Linked DNA regions of Gasterosteus aculeatus: region 1 is linked to region 2. A link is a contact called in public Hi-C data. All regions are on one chromosome and are shown on one strand. The core of a region is the stretch at or near the end of the contact, and the rest is flanking DNA. Distances in the headings are between cores, read along the strand shown.

Region 1 (5,836 bases), core at 2,736-5,235, 100 kb after region 2:
GGAAGATGTCTTTGTTCTGGGCGTTGATCATGAACAAGACAGATAGCAGAGGGTGTGTGTCTGCATGAGCGTGCGTGTGCACCAGTGTGTCTGTGTGTGTCTCGGTGCGTGTGTGTCGGAGAGCAAAGCAAGATGTCAGGACATGTAACCAGCCATGTAACAATTTAAAATCAATTTGCCTCCCAAGAAGGAATCGCTCTGCGAGAGGTTTTTTTTTCTTTCCTCTTCTTTTTTTCTCCCCCCCTGCCATCCGTTCACAGGACTTCCCCTCCATCTAAATAGATATCAATTACATAATCGCTCCTCTCCTCTGCGCCCGGCCGCAGACTGGAAAGTTTGTCACGCCGAGCTGAAGCGTAATTGCCCCCCGCCCTCACCCACCCCAGCCCCCGGGCCCCCCTCGCGTAATGCGTGTGGTGATTGCCGGGGACATTTGCAGCGTCATCGATCTAAACGGGGGCAGAGCCGAAGACCGCGCCGCCTACAGGGGGGAGGTGGCGCGGAGGGCCTAGGTCAAAGGTCGGAAGAGGTGTCGCGCTTCCGCCGCGCCAGACGCTCCCCCAGCCAATCGATCGGTGGCGCCCGTTTGTCTCCGTGAACGCTCGCAGAGAAGAATGAGCACCTGGAAGTGTCGGCTGGTGATAATTGGAGCGCTGAAAGTTCTCCCAACTCCTTTCATTTAGAAAACCAACAAAAGGAAAAAAGGCCGGCGTGGGGTGGGGGGGTGTCTCCACCTTGCTGGAACCCCACCGGGTACCCGCGTGCCCATCGGGTTCCCCCCAACTTGTTAAAGCACCACATGGTACATTTGCATAGGATAAGCGACATATAGAGAATCATTTGCATGCCGGAAAGTGCACTTGAGTAACCGTAATTACACGTGACACCAATTACTCTGTTACTTTGTATTAAATTATAATGGAAAATTCCACTAGAGAATTGGAGCCTAATTGCATCTTAATTTGCATAATTTTGCATATTAATCACATCTCAGATGAATAATAAATTTCAGCAGGTTTTTTAAATTTATGCATAGATCCAAAAACAAAGTTGGAAAATAATTTGCGAGTGAAAAAAAACGAAGAAGAGAAACAGGACCTATTACTGAGAGCATTTGTGCTAATTTCTCTCATTACCCCACGCGGGAGTCACAGATATCTGTACTCTTGATCAACAAGCATCGCATTTTGAAACGGAGAGTTTGTTAAAAAGCTTCAGCAGTAAAAAAAAACAATGGAGGAAACATTCAATTTGGAAATATAATTTTATGTAGAACTTTGTGGCTCTATTTTAAAGCTCTTTCTATGGCGGAGGAGCCAAATGTTTTCTACAATGATACTTCTAATCACTTTCTGCTTTTCCCTTTTTCTCTCTTTTGTTGTTGTTGTTTTGGTCAACACCTGTGCCTGCTATTGTGTGTGGCTCCCTGCCAGACGCAAAAACCCAATATACCTGTAGCCCGGATTAAATTCAAATTGACAAAAACAACATTTTCTTTTTTCCCATTTTTTTCCAGCCGAAAATTGAACAAAATTATTCCAATAAAACCGATGATGAAGAAAGGACAAAAACTCCAATCTGCTCTTTTGAGTCACTTATCGCTTCACGCTGGAGCATTTTGAATTATGTGTTAAGTCGGAATCCGAACAGGGAAGACGGAAAATACATGAATCAGTTTTATAATTATGTACCTGCGTCAAGACGTCAGGTTTTACCTCGAAGCTTCCGAACCGTTTGTGGCTTCTTCTGACGCTTGAAACAAAGAACAGACGGGCTCCTCGCGGCCCTCCGCGACACACAGGTGGCCCCACCTTGTTGCACAACTCTGTTGTTGCTTTTTTCGGAGAACATTTTCTGAGAAAACCTTCAGAATAATTTGCATGAAAAAAAAGACAAAGATTAGGAGGAAAATGTGAAGAAGAAGGAGAAAAAAAACGTCTCCAACATCACTCCCTACTTTATAGTGAGCGGTGCGTTTATTGGCTTTTTTTTTTTTTTTTACTGCCTCAGAAGGGGGACACAGTAAATAATATAAAGAAGAATTTGTTTTAGATCATTTTAGTTTGAAATGTGTTTCCACTTTCTCATCTTCTGTCTCGAGACCCACCCATTTAGTTTGCGGCCCCTTTTGAAGGGCCGAGGCCCCCGTGGTTTCGACAAATATCGCCACTTAAACGCCAGAGTTGCAACGTCATGCTCCATATTGTTCATTCCCATACCTCCAAATGTTGTTCTCAGGTGTTTTAAAACAGTAAATCCTTTAACGCAGCATGTGTTACTGATGAAGTTGTGTCAGGACTATTGATAGACCAGGCCTCGGGCTGAACCCACGCTCCACCTTCAAACACCCTGGAGGGGGCGGGGGGGGGGGGGGGGGTACTCGGCAGACATCTTCATCCCGGGGAGCTCAGCCGTGGACAACACTGCCTTTCAGTGGCGCAGCAAAGGAGCGGCGTCTCCACGGCTGAGGGACACGAGACGCTCTCAACTGGGGGATCCACAGCGACCGTGAGGTGAAGGCCGGAGAGACACCACCTCACGTCCAGCAGAAATGTCCTTTATTCTACTCTAATTATTGAGTTGCGACTTCCATGAATTTTTAATGGTCATGGAATATATATAGTTTACAATTTCATTGAGTTTATCGTAAATACAGCCACAAAAATAAAATTGATATACATATATATATAATTGATGAATTATATATATATATATATTTTTTACTATTATATATATTTAAATTTAAATTAAAAACATATTTGTCTCTATTATGACAGTTGATGATTTCATTTTAGGAGACAATTACAAGGGGAGGAAAGAGGCTCGTGTGTCGTGTATTTACTGAATAAGTCTTTATTCTTACTCCATCTCTTTCTTTCTCATAATGTATTTATTGTCTGCCCTTTCCCTTCAATGCTTCAGTAATTCCCCTCTTCATCCTCACTCTCTTATGAACTTCTATTGCTGTTTATAGCAGTCTGGACTCAAACACTTCTTCACTACTGGATTTATCTGCAGATTCCCCCAAGAATTGATCTTTATTCAGTTTATTGTGGAAGTGGTTTCATTCTCTGGTGTAAAAAGCATCGGGATATCATTTCATATAACAATGTGCCGCGCTGCTAATGATTGATAAATACGACTAGTTAGGGAGAACTTCAGGTGGGCGGAGCCGCGTGCAGGTGTCTGCAGGGCGTGCGTGCGGAGAGGAAAGGAAGGGGGGTATCGGGGGGTAAGCTGACCTGTAATCACCAAGAACAGCGGGGACTTAATGATGTTTTGGTCTGATGATCAAATTTCACATGTTTGCACAATCATTGCGGGGCACCTGCGCAGAATAACCGAGGCAGGGAGGAAAGGCCCGAAGGAACAACTTGTTCCGTGTGTGGGAGTGTGTCTGTGTGTGTGTGTGTGTGTGTACGCGTGCGTGTGCGTGCGGACATTATTGGCTTTTTGTGGTGATAATGGTGATACATGCACGCACGGACTCACAAAAGTTTGTTTTCCAGTCTCCTCTTTACTTTGTAACACACACGCGTACAGACACGACGTGAGGCGGATACGTGGATATTTGTCTCCCTCTACTGGTAAAAGTATGTAATGCAGCGTTGCTGCCTTTGGGTGCTGTCTGTACATTTCAACTTACTCCACTATAAAGAGAAAATATGAGCACAATATTGACAAATTCTGGTTAAATTTTTGCAGCAGCAGGATGGAAGAAGAGAGTATTCAACTGTTGTCAGACGGTGAGCACAAATACGCTTTAACAATGTAGTTCTCGTGTGTATATATATTTCACTTCACATGGTTTGCTGCTGTTTGTATTTATTTGGATATGTCACATGTCCATTCCGCCATATATAATCATATAAACCTAAGAGAAATATTTCAAAAAGATTGACTCAATATTCAAAACCAATGTCCTAAAAACCCCGCTGCCGTCACCGTTACCCTGAGAAGCGAATGGGGTTTTTCCTGCAGCACCCGAAGGCAGCGCTCGTGTGTGTTTACGTCTGAGCCGCGAGAAGGATTGTGGGTACAGCATGGGGGTGAGTTGCGTAAAGTTACCAAAGGCAACAGTGAAGCGGATGGAGGCTCCGGGTTCGTGACCCAAACAACGCCGGTACCCCCCCCCCCCCCCGCCTCCCCCTCCCTCTCCCCCGCTGTGATGCAGCGGATCATCAGCCTCGCCGTGACGCGCTCCCCCGTCGCGCTCCGCGCCTGGAAGAGGGGCCCGGCCCGCGGGGAGCAGCCGGCCGCGCACCGACAGGGTCCGGGGATGTGCGCCCGTCCCGCGCGTCCTTTCACCGGGCTGCCGGGCCGGAGGTTGTGCAAGCGGAGGTTCGCGTTCCCCTGTCAGAAGCACAGGCCGTTCAGCTCGGAGGAGGGGCCGCCGGGGATCCCCGCGGGGGGGCCCGCCGTCTCCGTGGTCGGTATCCCGGACCCCATCACGTGGGTCCGGTGCAGAGTTCTCATGTATCTGGTCGACCTGCACTTCGGGTTTGACATAGAGGAGTTTGAAAAAGGAGTGAAGCAGGTAAACCAAGACCGGAAGTCTACGCATGTCTTTAAACATCCGGGTAACTTTCCTCCACAAGGGAGGATGCGTTGCATCACCAACGCGTTATAACACCACCCTCACTGCAGGTGAATAAACCCCCTTCTTCCTCGTCCGGTCCAGGCTTTGGTCCACGTCTCCGGCCTTCTGTCCAGCGGCAAATACCACAATCTAGTGGGGATTGTGTCCAGCGAGGTGATCAATGACGCACAAGAATCAAACATCTTTAAGGCTTATAATTTAATAAATCAACAAGTTGGTGCGAATCAATTACCGGCAGCTTTTTCGGTCGTTTCAGACGATCGACTACGTCCAGACGAGGTGCGGGTCTCTCAGCGAGGCTCGGCGACGGCAGCTCGCCGTCACCATGGACGACATCGTATTCGCGCTGCCGGAAGACGTGTCCGTCGTCTTCGACAAACACGGTGAGTTTACGTCCAACACCCAGAGCGCGAGCGCGCTCGAGCCGCCGATCTGACCTCGCGGGCCTTTGCGTCTTCTTCCCGCCTCGCAGGTAGACAGTTCTGCGACGTGGCCATGAGGTTCTGGCTCCTGTCAACGTACGAAGGGCCCGACGACCCCGAGGGCACCAAGATCTTCCAAGTGGCCCCCAGTGGAGACGGCGGCCCGCAGAGGAGAATAGTGACGGCGGTCTATGAGTAAGCACAGTGAGAAGAAATATTAATACATATTCATTTGTATGATCAGAATACAGACCTTTTATAAAAAGTTTATAAATGTTAAATTCTGTCACTCCCGTCGTTGCGATGTTGGTCTAGAGAAGCACCGATACGATTCACCGCCGGAACGGAACGGGTCATAATTCAACTCCCGGTGCGTGTAACAGTCAAAGCCTCTTTCCGCGTCCCGCCGGTAATCCGGTTAGTTGCTGCAGCACATGGGCGGCTGTTCTACCTAATGCCCACCTATCTTGATAGCCACATTCTCCTCCCTATTGTTTCATGTCTGGAAATCCCCTCTGAGAAAAGCCCGTTTGACACTTCAAATGTCATCCCGTGAGGCTGGAGACGCAGTTTGGCAGGATGAGGAGGCTATTTTCAGACAAGGGGAGACAAGAAGCAGGACAGAGTTGAGTGTTTTCCAGGCCGGCTCTTCGTTGTTGTTGTTGCTTTGTTTTTATTTTTTTAGTTTTCGGGGATTCATTTTTCCTGCGTTCACTCAGGAGCAGAAGGGCGAGCGTGCACCTGGTCGAGAAGAGTTCACATCGTAGCTCCCGTTAAACACGTCCACCTTTCCCTCCCCAGATTCCACCGAGAG
Region 2 (6,485 bases), core at 2,756-5,255:
AAGAGACTTTCAGCTCTGATTTAGAATGGGTCAGTATCAGTATCCACAGAGATGGAAAATATAAAATACAGACGGATAAAAAAATGCTACGGCCTCATCACCAGCATCATTAACACGTTTAAAAGAACGACCCTTCTTTTGTCTTTCGTACGCTCACAAAATTCCTTTTCTAAACAACTAAACACATTTTGAGAGAATCACATTTTTTCCCGGATAACTTTTGCGGTTTTTAAACATATTCATGTAAATTAACAAGGACTTTAGGGAAAAACAATAGAAAGTGAATCCGCTTTGTATTGTACTTTGCACCTCTCACAATGGACGCAAACACACACACACACACACACACACACACACACACACACACACACACACACACACACACACACACACACACACACACACACACACAGGTAGGGACAAGGACAACAAGCAAAGGTTTCAGTTTGACTGAAGATAAGTTTGTAACTTAATGAGGTGATGAACTTGGAATGAAATGTGTTTTTTAGGCTCTGATACAGAAATAAAATTAATTCAGCAAAGAGAATTTACATTATACGGAGTGAAAATGTGTCCTTGTGGTTGAAATGCACTTAATGTAAGTCGCTTTGGACAAAAGCGTCAGCTAAATGACATGTAATGTAATGAAAAGGTAATTACAATAACTAATGAACTTTTACACCTTCAACAAAGTTATTGACATCCTGTAGCTGGTGAGTGAAAACATAAAAAGTGTCTCCAAGAACCTCACATGGCACATGAAGTTAGCAGAGAAACACAAGCGCACAGCCATCAAAAACACACCTGCCAGTCGGCGTAACGTCGGGTCAAATCCCAAAGGGCACACAGACTAACAGTCTAATTATGTAAGATGGATGCGGGGAGAATACGCCATACATTCTACAGTATACCATTAACACAGTTAAGTGAAATGACAATTACAGGATGAAAAGAGAACCTCTAATTATCTCTTTGAGGATTAGAACTTCACTGATGAGAAATAATAGCTGGTTATGGATGATAGTGTCGTCGCGTTGTTATTCATCTGCCAGGCGAGTTTGATCAACTCACATGTGCTACTTATAAATAGCAAATGAGTGGTTTCTGTTCAGTCGCTGTACTTGATTGATGTGGTTGTTTTTCCAATCAACATTAACATCATTTCACTCAAAGAGGAGCCGGTTTGAAGGGCTACCTGGTCGGAGGTCTCGATGTCTAAGCACAATAGTCACATTTAAGATGGCAATTAAAGTAAAAAACAAGCCAGATGAAAAGTCCTCTCACTCTTATTTTTTATGTTTATTTAGCTTTTGTGATTAAATATTTTAATACAATGTCAACAAATGTTGACATTTTTAATAAAATGCATTTTACACTTCAAGTTGTTATTTTACGTTTAAAGACATTTGCAGCAATATAAGCAATCTATTAATCTTTAACCTTAAGCCTGCTTTACATCCGATACACACTGAATACGCTGAATAACTAAGCAGCCGGCTCATTGACAGCTCCAGAGGGTGGCGGCGATGCGACCCCTCGTACCGTCACTAAATCGCACCTCTCTGCTCCCCCGAAAACAGGAGAGCTCACAAGCAGACTCCTGCGACTGCATGAAACCCGTCGACACGCTCCACTAATTCAGGAACTCTAGAGTTGATCTTGTGTCCACGCTGGTAGTTCACAAAGTACAAAGAGGGAAAACCCGTCGCTACAAACTAGACGATGTCACAAATTAGGGCAATCAACCGGAGACCAATCAAAGGATGTGAAACACTCACATTTGAGTTGTGAGTCATTGGAACTTTAAATGCTTTCGTTGATGAGCCGTTGTTCTTTTAACATTACCAAAAAAGCTCCGAAAAAAAGAAATGGGAAAACTGTGAAACACTTCTGCAATGCAATGTTGCATCTGAAGGGTTCATCAAATGAAACAGAAATGTCCATACGACGCCTTGCAGGCCGTTTTTAAATGCATTATACAATTTGTTTATATCCCACATCATCAATTGATGAAACCCTAAATTTACTTCATGCAAGATTTAATACCAGCCTTTATGTGTAAGCCTACATGTTGCTCCATGACAACGGAGCCACGCCGTCCACAGAAGGAGGCCAGGAGATGCGTGTGAAAGCTGCCACAGCAGCTCCTTTAGACCTTGTGTTGTTCTGCTTTTGTCAAAAATCTGCATTCTTGCCCAACACTAATTATAAAGTTCTAAATCAGGTAATAAACTCACAGTTCCATGGTTACCAAACAAATAAAAAGAGGATTTATAGTTGGAAGTTTCTGTAATGCAGCCCCTGGTGATTAGATTTCCAATCTGTCAACTAATGCACCTCAATTTAAAACTCCACGTTGGAAATCATCCATTTTAACTCCAGCGTGAGACACTAAAGTCCTTCCTGCTGCAGGGCCGCTGCTCCCCAGCCGACCTCTGACCTCTCCGGGAAGTCCTCGAGCAAGAAACAGAGACCTGCGGTGTGGATCATCCATCGAGGCGTTCTGTGCCATTGTTTTTGTGCGTCGTGTGCGTCGGAGAGGATGCGTCGGGAGGCAGAGGGGGAGACGGAGTGAACGAGCAGCTGTGGCAATATTTCCAATATTTACTCTCCTCCACTGAGTGCAGTTGCTCGGGCCTTTGAGGAGCAATCAAACATCCGGAGATGGTCGGAAGATTCTCCCTTTAAGCCACGAGGTTTTATTTGAGGAAGAATACCGTCTGTTCATAGGATTTGCAGCCATTTCATTTGAATCCATCTGTTTTTAAGGTGAAAAAGAGAGAAGAGGGGGAGTGAGGAAAAATAAAACAAACAACAACAACAGGGGGAAAAAAAGGGAAGCGGGCTATTGAACAGAGCGTGTTTGTGCATCATATTGTGCTTGATGTAATGTAGGTCAGTGTTCTGCACAGCACCAGATAAGACACGGCGAACAAGTGCTGTGTGTACTTACAAGCAAATATCTGTCAAAATAGCAATTGACAGATCTACAAGAGCCTTCTCTCTCCCTCTCTCCCTCTCGCCTTCTCTCTTCTTTTCCTTTTTTTTTTCTATTTCTTTTTTTTTTTGGCCAGAGAAGTGGTTCCTTCGTCATTAGCATTTTTTGAAAAAAGGGCCAGAGATTTGGGCCTATCTGCCTCCACTCGCTGCTGCAAAGCCAGGCTGGCCCAGGTTGTTATCTGTGCACTACAGAGGTGCAGCTGTTTAGCAAATGGATTTGCAGATTTTTAAAGGGAGATGAGGAGAAAAAAAAAAGAGGGGGAAGAATCAGGTATTCACAACCACCCTCCCCAAACTGGCATTTTGTTTATGCACTGTGTGTGTGTGTGTTTTTTCTTATAAATCTTTACCTTCTGTTTTGTCAAGCCCACATTATTTTTGGAAATGGCATTAAACACACACGCACACAAAAAAAAGCATGAAAAACGCTTATTCTCTCTTTCTGCGCGTTCCTTTATTCACTTTCCAGCCTCCCGAGGGGCCTTTTCTTCCCCCGGAGCGGGTGCCATCGCCGCTCCAGTTCCCTAACTGGACCGAGGGAGGCTGGGAAGGGGAAGGAGGAACCAATGGGGCGCTTTAGGTGGGGTGGGGATGCTGCTGTCTTCACCACAGATGCTGGCAAGTGCGTCTCTTTTGTCTCATGCAATCCCAGCGAGGCCGACACTCACTCACACACTCACACACTCACACACACACACGTGGAGGAATTCTGGCTTCAATCAAGGGCCCCCATGGGAGAGGAAAAAGGGCCCTAAGCCATTGGAGACACTGAGGGTGGTTGGCTTTCCTAAGTGGGGGTATGTACGTATGTATTTATGCGCGCACAATCGCACACACACGCGCTACTTCAAACACCGCTTTGCTCTCTCCTTCTTAAAGGACACAGACAGACATATGCACACACACACACACACACACACACACACACACACACACAGAGCAGGCAGTGCGATGCCTCTGAGCTGCAGCCTCGGTCTCTACCAGGAGGTGTCGTGTAACAAACCGGAGGAGGTTCTCTGGCAGCAGAGGCACAGCGACTACACACACACCTGTGTCAGAAAGTGTGTGCGAACCACATCCAGGTCCAGCGGTGAAACATATTCCAACATGTACGGGAAAGATAGTTGCATTCATTTCCTCATTGTAAAGTAAATAACGGATTGCTGAGTGTTTTTTTATTTTTTTAATAAATGTTGCATATCATCTTTATTCGTGCATTGACAACGTAAAACAACTCTTTGCATTTAATAATGCATATTTTAGTAGCAATGAATATTGCACCATCTGTAACAGCAACTGTACGTCAATCCATGCATGTAAGTTATTCATGCTGTCACCCGTCTTCCCACATATCCGTTCTAACGTGTCTGGAATGTGTCGTTCGGGCGCGTTTGTCGGACGCCTGTTTCATGTCACAGGGATTACTCGAAGAGCTCTCACTGAGGTCTAACATATGACAAACCTGTACTGTTCAAATAAAGAATCTTGAATTCATGGAATTTATTTGAAATTTGGAAATATTAAATGGTAAAAAATATATATTTTAACATGGTGAATTTCTGCATTTCTTGTGATCCAACTTGGAAAATTGGAATAAAATAAAACAAAATTGTGCATATTTTTCTAATCAACAGTACACATTTTATTCACATAATCCAGAAAAAAAGGAACATGGGCCTAAATGGGCAGCTTTTCCCATCATGCTTTGCTGGTGTGAGTTGTCACGTCTTTCCTAAACTCCTCCAAGTGTTTATCCTCCCAAACACCTTTGACCTTTGGCTTCGTTGCTCTAAAAAGTCAAAGTGATTATTTCCGTCCCGGGTGCCTCTCAACAATTAACGGCACACCGACTATTAACAGACTGATTAATGAAGGCACCCTCTTACAGGCTCACGCTGAAGGAAATGAATTCAGATTAAGTTTCAGAGTAGCTCCATAATGTCAAGTTTGAATTTATTTTAAGACATAAGATATTCCAAAAGTTAGAAGCAACAGATGCACTACTTTGCATTTGTTATCAGTGTAATTGAATGGGCTATTGTGCTGATAAATGCTTTAAACTGCAGCTTGGGGGGACAGTAGGTGTTCTTTGTAATGACTGTACTTGCTTCCAAAATTGACAAAGAAATCTATTCAAAAAGAAGAGAGGAGGTTTGCAGGTGTCTTTTAATTTTATTCATCTTCTTCTTTGCTGAGCCATTAGTGGGTTTTGTCTTTGCCCAAACGTTGTGTGGGCGGCAGAGCTTACAATTAAACTATTGTTAAGGCAATTGAGAACTGATAAAACTGTATTTAGTCGGTGTAATATTCCAACGTTGCTTTACTATAATTACTATTAAACCATTTAACCTCACAACAGTTCTCAGCAGGGGAGCCGAAGCTCAAACGGGAAGCCGGAATCAAGACGAGGAATTATCCGAATTTCCAAGTTGCTGAGAAACCGATCATGGTGAAATAGTTTCAATGAAAATAAAACAATTATTTCTCTTATTTATCTTTCCGTTTGATGGAAGCGAATCCTTGTTTCTGTCTGTGGGTGAGAAGGTGTGACGAGAGGGTGCAGAGAGTAGTGGGGATGCTGGGCGGGGGTGAAGGGGGGAGGGTGGGATGGATGGGGGGGGGGGTTGGCCTTCGTCGAGGGGTCTAGCAGATGCTGCCTGTCCGCATGTTCCTCCCCTCGTGCCAGAAACACCCGGCTGGGAATTGGGAGAGGCGATCTATAATTTAACGCAGTGACAGTTCAAATGCCGCAGCAGCGAAGAGCCACAATGGAAATGAATCTCAGTGCTTTGGAGATCCAGGCTCGCCTCGAGCCATCGCCTCCTCTCCCAACGCCGAGGAGGAGCGAGGGAGGGCGAAGCAGGGAGAGAAAACACACACACACACACACAGTTCTGCACTCTCCTGCTCTCTACCAGGGAGCAGAGAGAAGAACCTCCAGCGTGGCATAATGACTTTGCAGGCAAACAATAAGAAATAAATACCTTGGAGCTCCTCTATTAGTCGACACTTAAAAATCCCCCCTCCTCCTCCTCCACCTCCACCTCCTCCTCCTCCTCCTCCTTCCTCTCTTTTTTCCCGGCTCTCTCTGGCTCTTAATGAGCCTCTTGTTGGAGAGGTAACTAGGGCCGCCGCTCTGCTCCGCGGCGCTCACGATGAGGAGACTGTTCGCTGTAATCACACAGAGGCTTGAGATGGAGGGAGCTCGGATTAGCTGCTTTGCCGCGTGAGGAGTGTTTAACACGGCACCCGACACCGCGCTCCTTCCTGTCCTCGCTAGACAAACACTCGCCGTCATTAATTTCATTCGCTTATCCCAAATCACTCCCCCTCCTCTTGTCTCGTGTTTCTCCTGCACTCCCTTCGTTCCTCCATTTAAAAAATGTTTAAAAAAATGCAAAAAAGGAATTTGGACCCTTACTGTTTTTTCGATTCAGCCGTCGGTGCAAATTATTGTTGCCCGCTGCTAAGAATTACCGGGTGAG

What was found. A called contact is a pair of places that touch in the nucleus more often than the background predicts.
Region 1: a Hi-C map of whole body shows a contact between it and region 2, with 2.3 times the contacts expected there. The contact joins the promoter of LOC120810576 here to the enhancer-like site in region 2. A contact is called at or near these places in 2 of 6 Hi-C or Micro-C datasets (tail fin and whole body).

What each region holds. Positions count from the first base shown.
Region 1 is chr20:4,906,553-4,912,388 of fGasAcu3.hap1.1, forward strand. It overlaps LOC120810576 (m-AAA protease-interacting protein 1, mitochondrial), which reads left to right and starts at 3,986. Exons shown (of 5, transcript XM_040165235.2): 1 at 3,986-4,537; 2 at 4,682-4,753; 3 at 4,857-4,983; 4 at 5,073-5,217; 5 at 5,824-5,836. The coding sequence starts at 4,169.
Region 2 is chr20:4,802,501-4,808,985 of fGasAcu3.hap1.1, forward strand. No RefSeq gene overlaps it. Among protein-coding and RNA genes, the nearest start is that of satb1b, 79 kb to the right of the region's middle. Within about 2 kb of position 4,006, at least 5 of the 9 cell types and tissues checked have open chromatin away from gene starts, as enhancers often do.